Linked DNA regions of Hordeum vulgare: region 2 is linked to region 1. A link is a contact called in public Hi-C data. All regions are on one chromosome and are shown on one strand. The core of a region is the stretch at or near the end of the contact, and the rest is flanking DNA. Distances in the headings are between cores, read along the strand shown.

Evidence for each region. A called contact is a pair of places that touch in the nucleus more often than the background predicts.
Region 2: a Hi-C map of seedling shows a contact between it and region 1, with 2.5 times the contacts expected there. The contact joins two enhancer-like sites. A contact is called at or near these places in 2 of 6 Hi-C or Micro-C datasets (leaf and seedling).

Annotation. Positions count from the first base shown.
Region 1 is chr4H:417,306,376-417,314,199 of MorexV3_pseudomolecules_assembly, forward strand. No RefSeq gene overlaps it. Among protein-coding and RNA genes, the nearest start is that of LOC123448789, 11 kb to the left of the region's middle. Within about 2 kb of position 4,941, at least 3 of the 3 cell types and tissues checked have open chromatin away from gene starts, as enhancers often do. A contact at or near this core is called in leaf and seedling, where this site is marked.
Region 2 is chr4H:418,055,918-418,063,741 of MorexV3_pseudomolecules_assembly, forward strand. No RefSeq gene overlaps it. Among protein-coding and RNA genes, the nearest start is that of LOC123448791, 76 kb to the left of the region's middle. Within about 2 kb of position 4,429, at least 2 of the 3 cell types and tissues checked have open chromatin away from gene starts, as enhancers often do. A contact at or near this core is called in leaf and seedling, where this site is marked.

The sequences.
Region 1 (7,824 bases), core at 3,691-6,190:
GAGGGCACATTGACCTGCAGCTATCGAGCTGAGATGATCCAAGGGGAGGGATTAGGTATCATGGCATGATAACATGACACATGCACCATCCATCAGGACCAGATCGCCATGGATATTTGCAATTGCAATACAGTCTACGCAAGGAACGGAACCAATCACATCCACACATCCACACATGCATGCACTCTCCTTCTTTTCCTCCCACATTTCAGGCAGCATGCATGCTCCTCTCATGGATCATACGTTCTTCTTCAAAAGGGGGGACGCAGGAGTCAGTCTAGCTGCCGAATTCTACAGCGGAAACCAGCGCACCCGGACAGGTATGTGGTGAGACTAATGTAAAGGAAAGAGAACACGTAAAGAGTCCGGCCCTGAGCTGCGAGGAATTCTTTTTGGTTGCTGTCACCCTTTTGAACTCGAATGTCAAACAGCATACGCACTGGTCGATCGGGCGCAGCGCGAGTGGCCATGGATCCGTCGCCGTCCATGGCTTTCTGCCCCCACTAACCGATACACAGGTAGATGTACACATACGACGCGCTGCCACATACATTTTATCGGCCGGATCGGAGTTGAACACCACGATCGCGGCCGCCGGCGCAGGTCAATTCCCGGCCATATCTTACCGGCCGTATCATTGCTGGTGGTATGCGAGCCACACACCTACGTTACTGTGTACAGCAGTGCAGGCGGATATATGGACGGACAGGGACATGTAGATAGATTGGTGATCACCACCACGACGATGACTGCGGCGGCGACGACGACGAAGACTATATATGTACGTACGTCGTGAGAGCTACGGCACATGGAGAGCAGCGGCGGCAAGCAGCTTTGCAGCTGGCGCCTAGCTCGACCTTTCTATCTAAGGGCATGTACCGTTGATAAAACAGTTTTATTTTAAGACTTGTATGTAATTTGAAGATAATGTCTACAATAGGTTATATCTCTTAACATTATTGACAATAACTGATGATTCCTTCCTAAAAACATGATGAGACATATTATGTTAAAAAATGATTTCTCAAATAAAAGAAGACAAGACTTTTTTATGAATTCTTTCTCCTCCATCTCAGCATTTATCCTATGTGACATACCTAAGATAGTATCATTGTATATGTGCTAACTCTCGCTCCTATGGAATCTATTAAGGTACTCCTATCTTCATTTTTACTCTTGTATATAAGATTTGTTTGTTTGACTTTGAAGTAAAATTCGATCCAATTTATATGAAACAATATCAACGTAAAAAATACTAGAGTAATATAATATGAAAATTACTTTCACAATGCATTTAATAATAATGATTTCACAATGTCAATGTCAATATTTTGCATATAAACTTAATCGATTCCGCTATAAATTAAATGTCAGACTTTTCAGCATAGCAAATCGAACGTCCATAATGGCAAATTATGTTGGTGCGAGGATGTCAATTTCTGTAGCAAGAATGGACCAAGTTTTTGGCCAGATTTTGCCATGCTTGCTAAAGGAATATGACGTCAGATTTCTAACATCAAATCTTTTCGATTTGCTACGGTTAAAAATATATGTTATAATTTGTTGTAAAAAATGTCCGATTTGCTGTGGCTAAATAAATCAGAAGCTATATTTTTAACATTTCCAAAAAGAAAAGGAGGGGGTGCTAAACTCCTTTTATCTGGAGCCTCCATGTGTATCATGGGTTGTGAGGGTTTATGTGTTCTGCTTGTAAGGGTATGTGTCCCGGTTGAGAATAAAGCACACCTACGTAGTGGTATCCTAAAATAATCTGCATAGTTGTAATACGCTGACCGTTTTTTCTGGTTTTGAGAAGGTTCTAGAATGACATTGCCTGTTTTGTGTGTGTATTTTCTCTATTCATTTAATAGTTTTCTTTTGGTCTTTAATTTTTTTAAATTTTATTTTCCATGTTCCTTTTTCTTCTATTTTAATTTAATTTTATTTTTTCACCTTTGCATTAATTATTATTTATTAAAATTCATTAGGAATTAGAATCCATGAATTTTTCAATTTTTTTGTATATTTTTGAAATCTACGATCATTTCATATTTGTGTATCTTTTTCAAATTTCACGAACGTTGTTTGAAATCCATAAATTTTTTGAATTTGCAATTGTTTTATAAAAATCATAGTTTTTGTAATTTGGAACATGTTTTAAAATCCAAGTTTTAAAAAAAATTTAATGAGAACCTTTTGATTTAGTGAAAAAATTCAAATAAAAGTGATAGGTTTTTTTCCGGAGCTAGTGGTGGAGTTAGCAGGAAAAAAATAAATTAAGCGTGCGAGCGTAGCAGGGAGCCAGGTGAGCCAATGAGAGCTTCATGGTCCAACCCTTGTGAGCGTTTATAGCAACAATTTCACAGTTTTAGCATGGACTAGAATTTTCTAAGAGGCTCACACAACCATCACCAGCTGACATCGAGGCTAAATCGTGCAAGGAAAACACAACCACACATTCAACAACTCTACTCTATTCTCAGTACAAATGTGTCTCGAACAACAACCAAATACAATATGCGAATAAAAGAAACCACTATGACATATTTAAAACCCAAACTGATGCATATAATATCAAAACAAAACAAGTGACTGCAATAACCTGCTAGAGAAAAAAGAATTAATCCCATGAGTGAAGAACACCATGGGGAAACGCGCGTAAGCCTCTAGTTAAGATACTAAGCTTTCTAGATTTGGAGTCTCTATGTGCCTTGGGGCTGTGGGGTCATTTTGGCCTCCGCATTTAAGGGGTGTATCGCTGCTTGAGAATAACGCAATACAATATATATTTTTTCATGAACATTTAAAATGGACCCTAAGGTTTTCCCGGTTCTGAGAAGTTTCTAGATGTTTTTGTCTATTTTTCTATGTCTTTCGTCTACTGGTTTGATATTTTTTTCGTTTTCCTATTGGTTTTTTATTTCATCCTCATTTTTATTTTGTTTCATTTTTTTTCGAATTTTTAATTGACGAACATTTAAAAATAGTAACATTTTTAGAAATCATGAATATTGGTTTTTCAAATTCATGAACAATTTTAAAGTTCATAAACATTTTAACATTTTAATTTTTTTTAAATCCGTGAATGTATTTTTATTTAACAAACATTTTCAATAAAGAAGACATGAGATTTTTTTATGTGAAGCGAGTAGAAAAAAGAGCTAAGCGAACAAGCGGAACAGGGAGCCGAGCTTAACGAGCGGGGGCTTCATGGGTTGGCCCATATGAGCGTTATATCAATAATTCCATGAATTTTGCTTGTACGACCACTACCGACTAACAGTAATGTCGAAACAAATAAGAACACCACATTCACACACCGAATAACTCCACTCATCTCTGAGAACAAATACAGTCTTGAATAACATGCATCACCCATATATATGATATATAAGGAGAATGGCGTTTTGGAGCTCGGCCTTCATGAAGGCCAAATTTTTTGAAAAAATCAAAATTCAAAAAATTTAGTTCCAAAAAAATCTAAAAAGAAAATATAAAACTAAACAAGGATGTGATCCGTGTGTGTGTAAAATTTCAGGTCGAAATACTTTGAAACACGACCTGTACAAAAAAGACAAATTCATGGTCTGAAATGATGAATAGTAACATGTGTTAAAAAGTTTTAGATTTGTCTTTTTTGCACAGGCCTCATTTCAACGTATTTTGTTCTAAAATTCTACATATTTGTGTATTATACCTTCATCTATCTAAGTATTTTTTTTCAGTTTTTTTTGAATTTTTAAAATATGAATTTTCACGAAATTTAAAGGCCTCCATCAAGCTCGGGAGCCAACAGAAATTTCCGATATATAAGTGAAAAAGAGACTGCAAGAATATATTAACACCTAAGGCAACGCAGATAAAACCGATCAAAACAAACAACCGAAATAACTCCACTCACCACTGAGAACAAATACAGTCTTGAATAACATGCACCACCCCAATATATGATATATAAGGAGAATGGCGTTTTGGAGCTCGGCCTTCATGAAGGCCGAATTTTTTGAAAAAATCAAAATTCAAAAATTTTAGTTCCAAAAAATCTGAAAAGAAAATATAAAACTAAACAAGGATGTGATCCGTGTGTGTGTAAAATATCAGGTCGAAATACTTTGAAACACGACCTGTATAAAAAAGACAAATTCATGGTCTGAAATGATGAATAATAACATGTGTTAAAAAGTTTCAGATTTGTCTTTTTTTACATAACCCTCATTTTAACGTATTTTATTCTAAAAATTTACATATTTGTGTATTACACCTTCATCTATCTATGTATTTTTTCAGTTTTTTTTTGAATTTTTAAAATACGAATTTTTGTGAAATTTAAAGTTTGAATTTAAAGGCCTCCATGAAGCTCGAGAGCCAAAAGAAATTTCCGATATATAAGTGAAAAAGAGACTACAAGAATATATTAACACCTAAGGCAACGCAGATAAAACCGATCAAAACAAACAACCGAAATGACCTGTTAGAACAAATACAGTCCTGAACAACATGCAACAGCCCAATATAATATACTTCATATGTACCACAATACTTATAATTGGGATACCTGTATTAGTGTTCTCAAACAATAAGTACTTAGATAGAGAGAAAGTACAAGTGAAAAAAGACGCTGCAAGAATATATTAAAACCTAAGAAACAAACAACCGCAATAATTAACATGTTACTCTCTCTGATCTAAAATAAGTGCCAAGAAACTTTAAGCTAAAATAAGTGGAAAAAAGAGAGCTGCTCTACTAGTTGACTTTTGACGATGGATGGAGCCGGGCGGGCAGAAGGTGCAACCAGTGGCTGCGCAACACGTCTGCCGTGGCGGTGCGGGGCAGCAGCGGCGTACGAGACGTCGCGCAACACGGCCCAGGCTAAGGCTACGGGGGTGGATACTAGGGTGTAGGTACGTGTGAGTGCACGCACGTCGCGCGTCCAACTTGCAACCGCGCGCTATGGGCTAGTGCTCGCTCGATCGCATAGTGCAGGGCGCACGAGAGTGACACGATGGAGCAAGCGCAGAACGCGGTGCCCGCCCGGCCGCTGCGTGCGTGCGTTCCTCCTCCTGTCCCAGACCCTGCCATTACAGACCCAAATTAAGCGGCATGTTGCCGTAGGCAGCTGGCTAGCTAGCTAGGTAGCCAGATAAACATACTTGTAACTGAACATCAGCGGAGCGTAGCAGCCGGCGTAGGTAGCTTGTTTTTCCTTCATTCTTTGTGAACGTGGAACATATAGCAGCTTGCTCAACACTGGTCGTTGTGATAGCTGCCGCCACGCCCAGGCAGGCACAGTGATCGGTCGATAGTGGTGGTGCAGGCAGGAAGATATGGGCAAGGAGAAGCCTTTTTGCCCCGGAAAGCGGGTGTGCGTGCGGAATGCGTGATGCGTACGTGCACTGGAGCAGCCGGCAGGGGGCAGGCAGGCACAGGAGGCCAAACGCTTTCTCTCTCTCTCTCTCTCTCTGTGTGTTTGTGTGTGTGTGTGAGAGAGAGAGAGCTGGACGACAGCGGCTACCACCAAGCTGGCTACGAAGCTAGGAAGGAGACACACTGCCGTACGCCTTATCCGAGTGGGCCGATGCGCAAGTCGACCCGGGCTAGCTAGCCTCCAAGCCAGGGCTCACCCTGTTGCTGTCATTCCGGACATGCATGCAATGCCAATGCTATTGCCAATGCCAATGTGGCTAGTGCCATGTATCATTGGATCTTCCTCGATCTTTCTGCGTCCCCTGCTTTCCTCCGATGCTTATTCCTATCCCTCTTTATGCGGATTGGTCCATTGGATCGGTGCCCCGCTTTTGAGTAGGTAGAATCCATAGATAGGTCCCCTGTTTCATCTGCTTGGCTTGGATTGGAATGGCGTCTCCAGCCTCCAGCACTAGTGATGGATGGATCCCTGTGTCACGAATGACGGCAACCCAGTGTCGCCGATAAGTAGCAGACCTCGTGAGTGTTCACTCGCCCGTATTCCTACTGTACACCTCTCCAGATATTTTTTACATGTCGCGTGCGGGGCCCCATAAAGAGGGCAAGCATATCCGTGTATATATGTGTATCTGCCGGGTAACAACTGTTAGTGAGGTGAAGTGCGAAATATCTGGATAGATGGATGGATGGATTAGTAGTGATCCCAACTGTTTGTAATTATACGCATAAACGGAATGAGGGGGTCGCATTTCGTTCGATCCAGGAACACCGGCCGGCTACCAGAGCTAGTGCTCGTGATTATTGGAATGGTGATGTATAATGCCATCACCGTCCATATATATATATTCCTACGAAAGAACTAGCTAATATGATGGCCGTTCAAGATCACACGGCACTAGCGCCAGCAGATTCAGCCATTCCCCTTCTTTTCCTCCCTGATAATCTTCCACAAAACTGCTGCTATTGCCAACGGCAATGGGTGATTGTTAATCGTCGGTCAGTTCTTGTGACTCGTTGTATGCATGCACTGTCGACTTTGACCACGACGATGCTCCATTGGTAAGGCCTTTGGGTCAAACCGTCACCCCGCTCCACCCCTATCGATCTCCAACCCACTAATTAACAAAGTTTCGACTGTTGCCGTGCTCCTAATTTTCTGGTCTCGGCCAATTGGAAACATTCTAGAACTTCTAACTTCTTCTCTGTACTTTCAAGCATGCACGGACGTCAGAGGCAATGTTTGATACTACCCCGAGCAGTCAAACTGATGTTGCTCCATTTTTGTCTTGAGTCGACCAACAAGGGAATTTTGTTCTCAAGTCAAATCGATTCTAGTGGCATCATTCTACGTATATTCAACATTTGACCATTCTACACCCCACGTTTCATTTATTTAAAGTTGCAAGTTGAAATAGCTTGACTACTACGTCCAAATGACCCCAAAAGGGGCTACGGTTTAACGTACTGTTTGTTGTGTCTTGCCTGCCGAGGGTGTGTGATAAATTCTAATGATACGGCTACTGTTTCAAATTAAATATCTAATGTTATTAGGCTGGCTGGCAACACAATGGATATCGCCGTCATTTGGTAAGAAAAATGTACTCTAAAATCAGACAAGGCTAATCTTAACTTAAACTAATAGCCGATCCTCTAAACTGAGTAAACATTCGAGTAAACTTAACGGAGTAAAAATTTACTCGTTTAAAGGTTGCAGGACCTTGCCGACACCCGGAACTTAATGGAGTAATTTCTTTCTTCAATTCTTTTAGCCTAGCGGCATGCACTTTAATGACTTGCAAAATATATCATCAATCATTCAAACATTTAAAGTAACATGCATAATATGTAAATCCTTAACAAGCATATCATTTCAGGGATCGCGATATTCGAACTAAATATGCATAGTTTTCCATATCAATGGTGACTCCACGTCCCACCTCCCCTATGGCGACTTCCGTGGAGATTCCACCTAGAGGGCCTCATCGAAAACTATGCCCCCCCTCCCTTGGACCCCTCACAAGGTGCGGGCTTTGCTAACCAGGCCAGAGCGAAATTTTCCATCCATGTTCACAGCATCTCCCAGACAAATGCCTTCTTTTAGTTGTTTCTTTTGGTCGTGCCACCCCCCCCCCTTTGACGTTGATCATGTTCGGCATGCATTGCATGCATGCCTTGGTGGATCTACATATGTTTTCAAATTTTCGGCTGCTTCTAAGGCTGTTGGATTTATGACCGACGACCTTCATCCATTTACTTGCCCACAATTTCGTTGCCATTTTCACCTCTGCGGTTTTGGTGGCCCGTCTTGGATTCGTGAGTACAACCTCTGGTATTTTGATCTTGACAACGAATGGACTCTTGTCACCCGGACACCTCACCGCCGTATCCTCATCTGTGCAA
Region 2 (7,824 bases), core at 3,179-5,678, 750 kb after region 1:
ACCCATCTCCCTCTTCTTGCACGCAAACACCATTTGGAGACATTCGAGTCACGGACAGCGAGAGCTCTTGCACCTTTATGTTCTTACTTTGCTATTTTCAATACTAAATATAGACTCTTGCTTGTTATTCTCTTGACTTGAGTTGCATATCTTACTTGCTTTACTTTGAAGTTCTTATATGTGTGTTAGCATGTCACCACAGAAATTATTTGTGTTATCATTTACCTACTCGTGGACGAGCAGGAATTAAGCTTGGGGATGTTGATACGTCCCAAACGTATCTATAATTTATGTTTGTTCCATGCTCTTTTGGGTGAAATTCTTATACGTTTTCTACACTTTTATACCTTTTTACACATATTTGGACTAACCTACTAACTCAGTGCACCAATGCCAGTTTCTGTCTGCTAATGTCTTTTAATTGCCAGGACTTTACCCCAATTTTCAGAGCCCCAAAAATCCCGAGAAAAATATATAAATCAGCGTGACGGAAGCTTCACGAGGCATCAAGGTGGGACAGAGGGGAGTCAGGCCCTGCCCAGGTGGACATCCTGTGCGACCCCCTCCTGGCCGCGCCACCAGGCCGCTTGGGTGGAGGTTCCACCCCCTAGAGCCCTCCTTTGGCCTATATTTACCCCTCGGACGGAAAACCCTACAAATATATCCAGAATCGCGAATTTCTCCACCGTTCCGCCGCCACAGCGCTTCCGAGATTGGGAGCGCTAGAAGACCTCTTCCTGGCACCCTGTCGAAGGGAGGATTGACCTCCGGGAGCTTCTCCACCACCATGGACGCTTCCCGGATGTGTCGTGAGTAGTCCTCCTTGGACCATGAGTCCATGAGCAGTAGCTATGTGATGTCTTCTTTCCAATCTTGTGCTTCAATGCTTAGCCCTTGTGAGCTGCCGTACATGATCAAGGCATCTATGTAATTTACCTGCTGTTGCTATGCTGCGTTTGCTGGGATCTGATGGATTATGAGATTATGTTTAGATTGTGATGAGTTATATATTTGGCTCTCCTTTTATATTATGTTCTTGAGTAATTCATGCATGTTCTCCGTTACTTTTTATTGCTTTGGCCGAGTAGTAGATTGTAACTCCAAGATGGAGTGTTATGCATGATTGTGGGTTCATGCCCCCTGATGTCTAGCTTGAGTGACAAAAACATGAGACTAGGGGATGTGCTGTTGCCATCAGGGAGAAAACAACGGTGCTTATGACCACGGTTGCAAGGATTCTTTACCTTACGCAAAGTTCGTTAATGTAGTTGGCCGTTGCTTTGGGTTTACACTTTGGGTGGGGTTCGCAACTTAATACCAGCGAGATGTTCTGGATAGATATCTCAAGGTGGATGATTAGAGAGTAGATGTTGATGGATAAATGGTCTACTTGTCTTGGCATACTGCCCATTACTTTTGAGCCTCTAACTTTCTTGTAGCATGATTAGCATTGTGGTGCGTTTATAATTCTCTCAATTGCCCAGCTGTAATTTGTTTACCCAGCATAGTTGTTTATCGTCTTTTGGGAGAGAGACGTCACTAGTGAACATCATGGGACTCTGGTCCATATTACCACCATTGTTTACACCTCCATCATTTACTGATTTTATTTACTTTTCCATTGCAATCACTATCGATATTCCCGCTTGTGTTTGATCCTTTGCAAACTACAAGGCCAGAGAGATTGACAACCTCTCTGAACTCGTTAGGAGCAGAGTTATTTGTTGTGTGTACAGGTCCACGTCTTCTGCTAGCGCTAGAGCAGCGGACACCTACTTGGTGATCCTCGGAGTCCTCCTGGTTCGATAAACCTTACAGTCCCCGTGTAAGGGAAATCTGCTGCTGACTACATCTCCACCTTCCACTTGGGGTAACCAACGAGGGGCGAGAAGTATATCCATCAACTCGTCATCAGATGGTCACACAACTCAACTCTAAGCATAGCATGCATCGCAGAGTAATGGCACAACATGGCTCAAGCAGCTACCAGGTATGCTAGGTTGCTTGGTTTAGCTATTTACTGTGACAAGGACACGCATGTAAAGGAATGGGTTCATCTACCGTAACACAGGTAGAAGTTGAGCCATCTTGTCCTAATGCATTGAAATGATAGCAAGAGCGAGAGAATGGGATTGTATCGGAGTGCTCAAGGGGGGGTTGCTTGCCTGTTGATCAGAAGAACTCAGTTGTTCTTTGATGTCGTCAATAACTATAACTCGCAGATCTATCGACAAGATCAAACAAGGAACAATTTACGGACGGCAAATGCTTTACAATGATGCATGAGCATGGCATGATAATATGATGCTGGTTTGAACTAATGCAACTGACCACAAATTAAATGGAAGTTATTTCATCCATATAGATCAGTTCTAAACTTCACATACGAACATTTAAATGCCTTTAATGAAATTGACCTAAAAAGTGGTTATAAGTTGATCAAACATGCATGAAAATGATACCATCATATTCCTTGGATTTTTTGATATTTTCATATATAATTTATTTCATTCGTAGCTATAGATTATTTTCTATGAATTTTTTAAGTTTATACAATATTCCAGAATTTCCTGATTTGATTTATTTCAAAAATTAATTTATTGCGTCAGCGTGACGTCATGCTGGCATGAGCAGGTCAACCGGGCCGGTTCAGGTCAAACCTGGCCGATGGTACCCGCATGTCAGTGACTCTGTTAATTATCTAAACTAACTTTAAACTAATCCTATAATTAGTGAGGGCTCGGACCCATACGTCAGTGGCCCTAGGGGTTAATTAGAGGGGTCATTAGCTGCTAATGGCGGTGCCACGTTAGACGCGCCGACGGTTAGCCGTCGGCGACCACTTCACGCGACGGTGCTTTGCTGGAGTTGCTCGGATTCGGGCTACATTGCACGGATTGGAGCGCCGAGAGCACTGGGATGCAGCCCAGGCTCGCCCGCATCCGGAGGAGGTGGCGGTCGGTCGAGGGGCCGCCGGAGCTCGTCGGCAGCGAGGTCATGGCGACAGCCGGAGCTCGGCCACGGCGGCACTAGCGGTAGGGGCGTGGCCAACGGTGAAAGGGGGAAATTAAGTGTAGGCTCACGAGGGGCTCGATGATGGTGATGGCGAGGTTGCAGGAGCTCCCTAGCCGGCTAATTGAGCTCAATGAGCTCCAGTGGCCGGAGTTGGAATCGACGACGGCAACGGCGATGAGGAGCCTCTGCCTTCGATTCCTTTGGCCGGAATGAACAGCTCGAGAGGACAGACGCGTTGGGCAGATCGGGGGGGGGGGGGGTGCGAGAAGTGGTCGGTGGCCATGATGGTGTTCGACGATGACGAATGCGGCTTTCGGTCCAACGAGAGAGACAGAGGAGGGAAGGAAGAGGATGCGAGGGGGATAAGGGAGAGGGGGCACTAGGGGCGTCCATGGCGTCGCTAGAAGGCGGGGTCGAGCCACGACAAAGCAGGAGGTGGCACGGTGCATGCCAACGCGCGGCAAACACGCTCTCGTGTCCTCGTGGCGAGAGGAGGTGGGGGGTGACTGGCAATGGGCCAGCTGGGCCGGTCAGGTAAGTTGGCCAGCTGGGCTCTTCTTCCTTTTTTCTATTTTCTTTTTTTTCTTTTTTTCTGACATTTGTTTCTGGCTTTAAATAAATTATCTAGCCATTTAATAAAATCCCAAAAATAACTATGTGGTCCAAATGAAAATTTCTAGTGCCACAAAATTATTTTGAGAATATATGGAACTATATTATATATATAGTAAATATAATTCTATTTCAAATAATTGTTTGTTTAATTCAAAAGTCCAAAATAAGTGTTTCCGTGATTCAAATATATTGGTTGACATTTTTACATCATTTCGATATTTTATTAGAAAACCAGGGACATTTTCCTAGATCATTTGAAGCAATTTTTTTATATTGCTTATTTGACAAAAAATGGTTCCTGAGGCTTTATCACTTCCTCATTTCAATTTCAAAAGAAAATAAAAATGCAATGCATGAATACAAGCACAACTAATATTAAAAATAGGGTTGTTACAATATAGTCTTCAAAGGGACGCGACCGAAGGGATATGAGGCAACCATCTCGGCTAAAAAACAGAATTAATAGGATTAATTAGATCCTAACAAATTCGAGTGTTAGTGTATCCACAAAACGAACAAGCAAATGTGAAAGCTTTGGTTGCGTGTTCATCCAACTAGCCATTCACACATATATGCACTCCATCAAGATCTGGATGACAATAAATAGGTAGGGACGGCCAAGTGCTAGCTCTATGTGCCCTATGAAATGACTACTGTATACACATTGCCTCCGCCTCTACGGCGTACATATAGAGCTAGTACGAGTGTTTGCTGGTACCGGTTCCAATTATCAGCGCCCAAGTACGACTGTATGAGAAAGAGACGTGTTGTCAAGTGTAAACGAGGAAGCATCGGACGGCACATGTTCTCGAGAAACTGAGCTATCACCAGTGTAGACGTGGTACACATGTTTCTGGGGTCAGCCAACATGGAAATGTTTGAGCGACATGGTACAACCGGTTGACTCGCTGGGATTGTTGGGACAGCACAGCCACTTCACTTTTTTGGTACACATAACTCACATGTTAGGAGCATCTACAACCACGATGAGCAAAAAATACGTCTTAAATATCCACGGACGCATTTAGGGACGTCCACATAGAATATGACCGGATACGTCTTAAATAAACAGAACTGCATTGAACGTCTCATATTAGATTCTTAAATTCATAAAAAAACATGCAAACTAATAAAAGCTATGTATTACGTAGAAACCTAACTATTAATTTCATCGGAGATTTCAACGAACTTCGTGCCATCCGACGGATACATGGACGACAGCCGCAGCTCCTCTCCCTCCGACGGATAAATATGCGGCACGTACAGCTCCGTCCCCTTCGACGCCTCCAGCTTTTCCGTTGCGGCCACCTACGCCACTATTTTCGCATCGAGCTCCTTGAGGAGGGCGTCATTGCGTCAACCTCAGCCTACCTCTGTCGGATAAGCCTGTGGTTAGACGGCATCCTCATTGTCCACCATCATCGGCTCCGACAGCTCCTCCTTCTCCTCCTCTTCCTCCGGCTTCAACGAGTCTGGAGGTAGACCCGCAACGATATAGGCGGCGCGTCGAGCCTGGATGTCTGCCACGATCTGCATCCGGCGTTCCGGCATGAGCATGGCGTACGTGGTGATTCTACGGTGGACCATACTGACGCTGGAGAGCGTGAGGGAGCGGGGAGAGGAGGCGGACGGGCTCGGGTGGCGACGGAGGGAGGCAGGAGATGGATATTCTAGAGTTGGGGGACGTCGGACGGCTTAAATACCCAGCTATGGCCTTGGACGATGAGCCAGAGCGACGCCACGCGACGTTCGCACCACGGCGACAGTCAACACGTCCGTTGGATCGTCGGGTTTTCGGACGAGTCCGTGTGAGGCTCCATCATCAAGCAGACGTGGAGGGTGTGCCATGGCACGCTGAGCCGCCCCCCTTATTTGTCTCATATTTGGGTGGATACGAGGGGTGCTAGTCAGTCCGGATGTTTAAGGTATGTTTGAGGGGTCCGCCTGGGTCAATTTTTGTGATCGGTCAGTGAAAGAACGGCCTATCCGGACGTGTGAAATAGATATAAGGGGTTTGGCTGTAGGTGCTCTAAGATCACTTCCAAAAATACCGTGCATATTAATATCATGAGAAGTTTATGGTAAAATGTGCTTATACGGTAGTGATCCAAAAAGGTAGTCGTCATTTTTATTGGGAAAATGCTTGTAGACGGCTCGCGCACCGTTTGATCCCTTCATATCGTACGCCACACAACTCGTTTTCACACCCCACGTTTAGATATTTTTCCTCTGTCTTATCTTCTTCCTCAACCTCTCCTTCTCTTATCCATTCCCTTTTTTCATTGTTCCCCACCTCCCCTCGACCTCCATGAAACCAGGGGCTACCGCTGGAGACCAATCGCCGGCCGCCTGTTGCTCGAGAACAATTGTTGCCACCTGCTGCTATGGGAGTCACCGTGGGCGGATAAAACGACCATAGCCAAGGCCTCCTTCCTCCCGCTCCAAGGCACCTCCGGCAGACATGAGCTGCAATGGCGATTGGGACGCATGTTGCAATGACGATCGACGGGGAGTGCATCGACGGCGAGCATTGATGTACGACCCGACGGAGGCAATGCTTGAACAAATGTATCCTTTTTTTTGCTGTAACTGGTGACAAAATAGTTTCAAACCCCAAATAGAAAAGCTTCAACCGGCTATAAAGAAAGCTTCATCCGAAACTGTCAACCAGGAAAAGCTTCAACCATTGTCAAGGAATGCTCTAGCGCTAGATGAAAAAAGCTGCAACCAAACTGAAGAGAATTTTTATCGCTACACCCGGCCAGGGTTCTTTTTGCTACATCCATCCCTTCACTTTTGCTGCAACTGTCCTCGGTTTTTGCTAAGTCCATTGTTTTTTTTGCTACGTCCTTCACCGTAGGATTGTGACCTATGACGGTGGGCGATGATAATTGTGCTACAACCGTAGTCTCTTTTTGTTACGATCGGCGGGATGATTTGCTACATCCATTCATGACAGAGTTGTGGGCGAGACAACAACGGCGATGGTTTTTGCTACACTCGCCTTTGGTTTTGCGATGACCGATGTTTTCTTTTGCTACATCCCATTTTACATTATGCTGGTGGTCATTGTTCGCAGAAACTCGCGCGTCGACGGTAAGGGCTGGGGGCGGCGCACAATAGCGCTGCAACCATGGAGCATCAACGACGGAGTTGCAGCTGGTCGAGGGGGAAGTTTCGATCAAGGGGTCGTCGACGAGATCTCCAACTGAAATCGATGATGGGGGGTGGTTCTTCAACGAGCACCGTGGCCGGAGACGACGGACGCCCCTGCCGTCTTGAACGGGAACACCATGAATGACACCTTTTTTGGTTCCCGTGACGAGCTGCGGTAGGAGACGACGTCCGTGCTGCACGGCTGTTGTATGCTTCAGGGAAGGGGGTGTGGAAAGAATATGATCACGTAAGAGCATCTACAACCACGTACACCTAATTCGATCCCTTAAGGGTGTGTTTGGTTGCATTCTCATCTCAACATAGTCGTTCCTTTCTGTTGTTGCCTTGCACGTTGCGTGCTTCATCGCATCAGACCCTTCAGCTTTAGGGGGCACGCGATAACTTAATAAAAAGGGCGGTTCTATGGGTCGGTAGATTGGTCTAAATTTAGACCGGTCTGCATGTAGCCGTACGATCCAACGTACATCAACCGTTTGATTTTATGTCTCAGAGCATGTACAGCCATATGATTTTATGCCTCAGAGCATCTACATCGGCATGTAGTCGACAAAATGTTGCATGCAGGAAAAGAGAAAGTAAAGACGGAAAATGAGGGCTCCGATTGTTTCGAAAAGAAAAAATGAGTCAAAGCGGACACGTCCGAACATCGATGGGACGGTAGCGGGGCTAGGAGTTACGTGGCAGCTCGATCGAGCGTAGCAGAGGATCCTTCCCAACCGACGCCGTTCTCTCGTGTAGTAGATACCATGGGCTGGCGAGCACGAACGAGGCGGACGACGCGCTGCGGTGCGAGAGTCAAGAGGCAAGCGCCCGAGTGGGGCTACCTCGGAGGAGCCATGCAGTGATGCTAGGCCGCAGGTTCATACGGGTCAACCGCGTCCGCTGGACTCGCGCAAGACCCTCGTGCTCATAGTCTCCATTTTCTATCTAGTCTTCACACCGGTGTCAGGCTTGTCTTTCGGGTTGTTTTAAATAGAAAATAAAGAACAAGAGAGATGAATAAAAGATGATTCATTA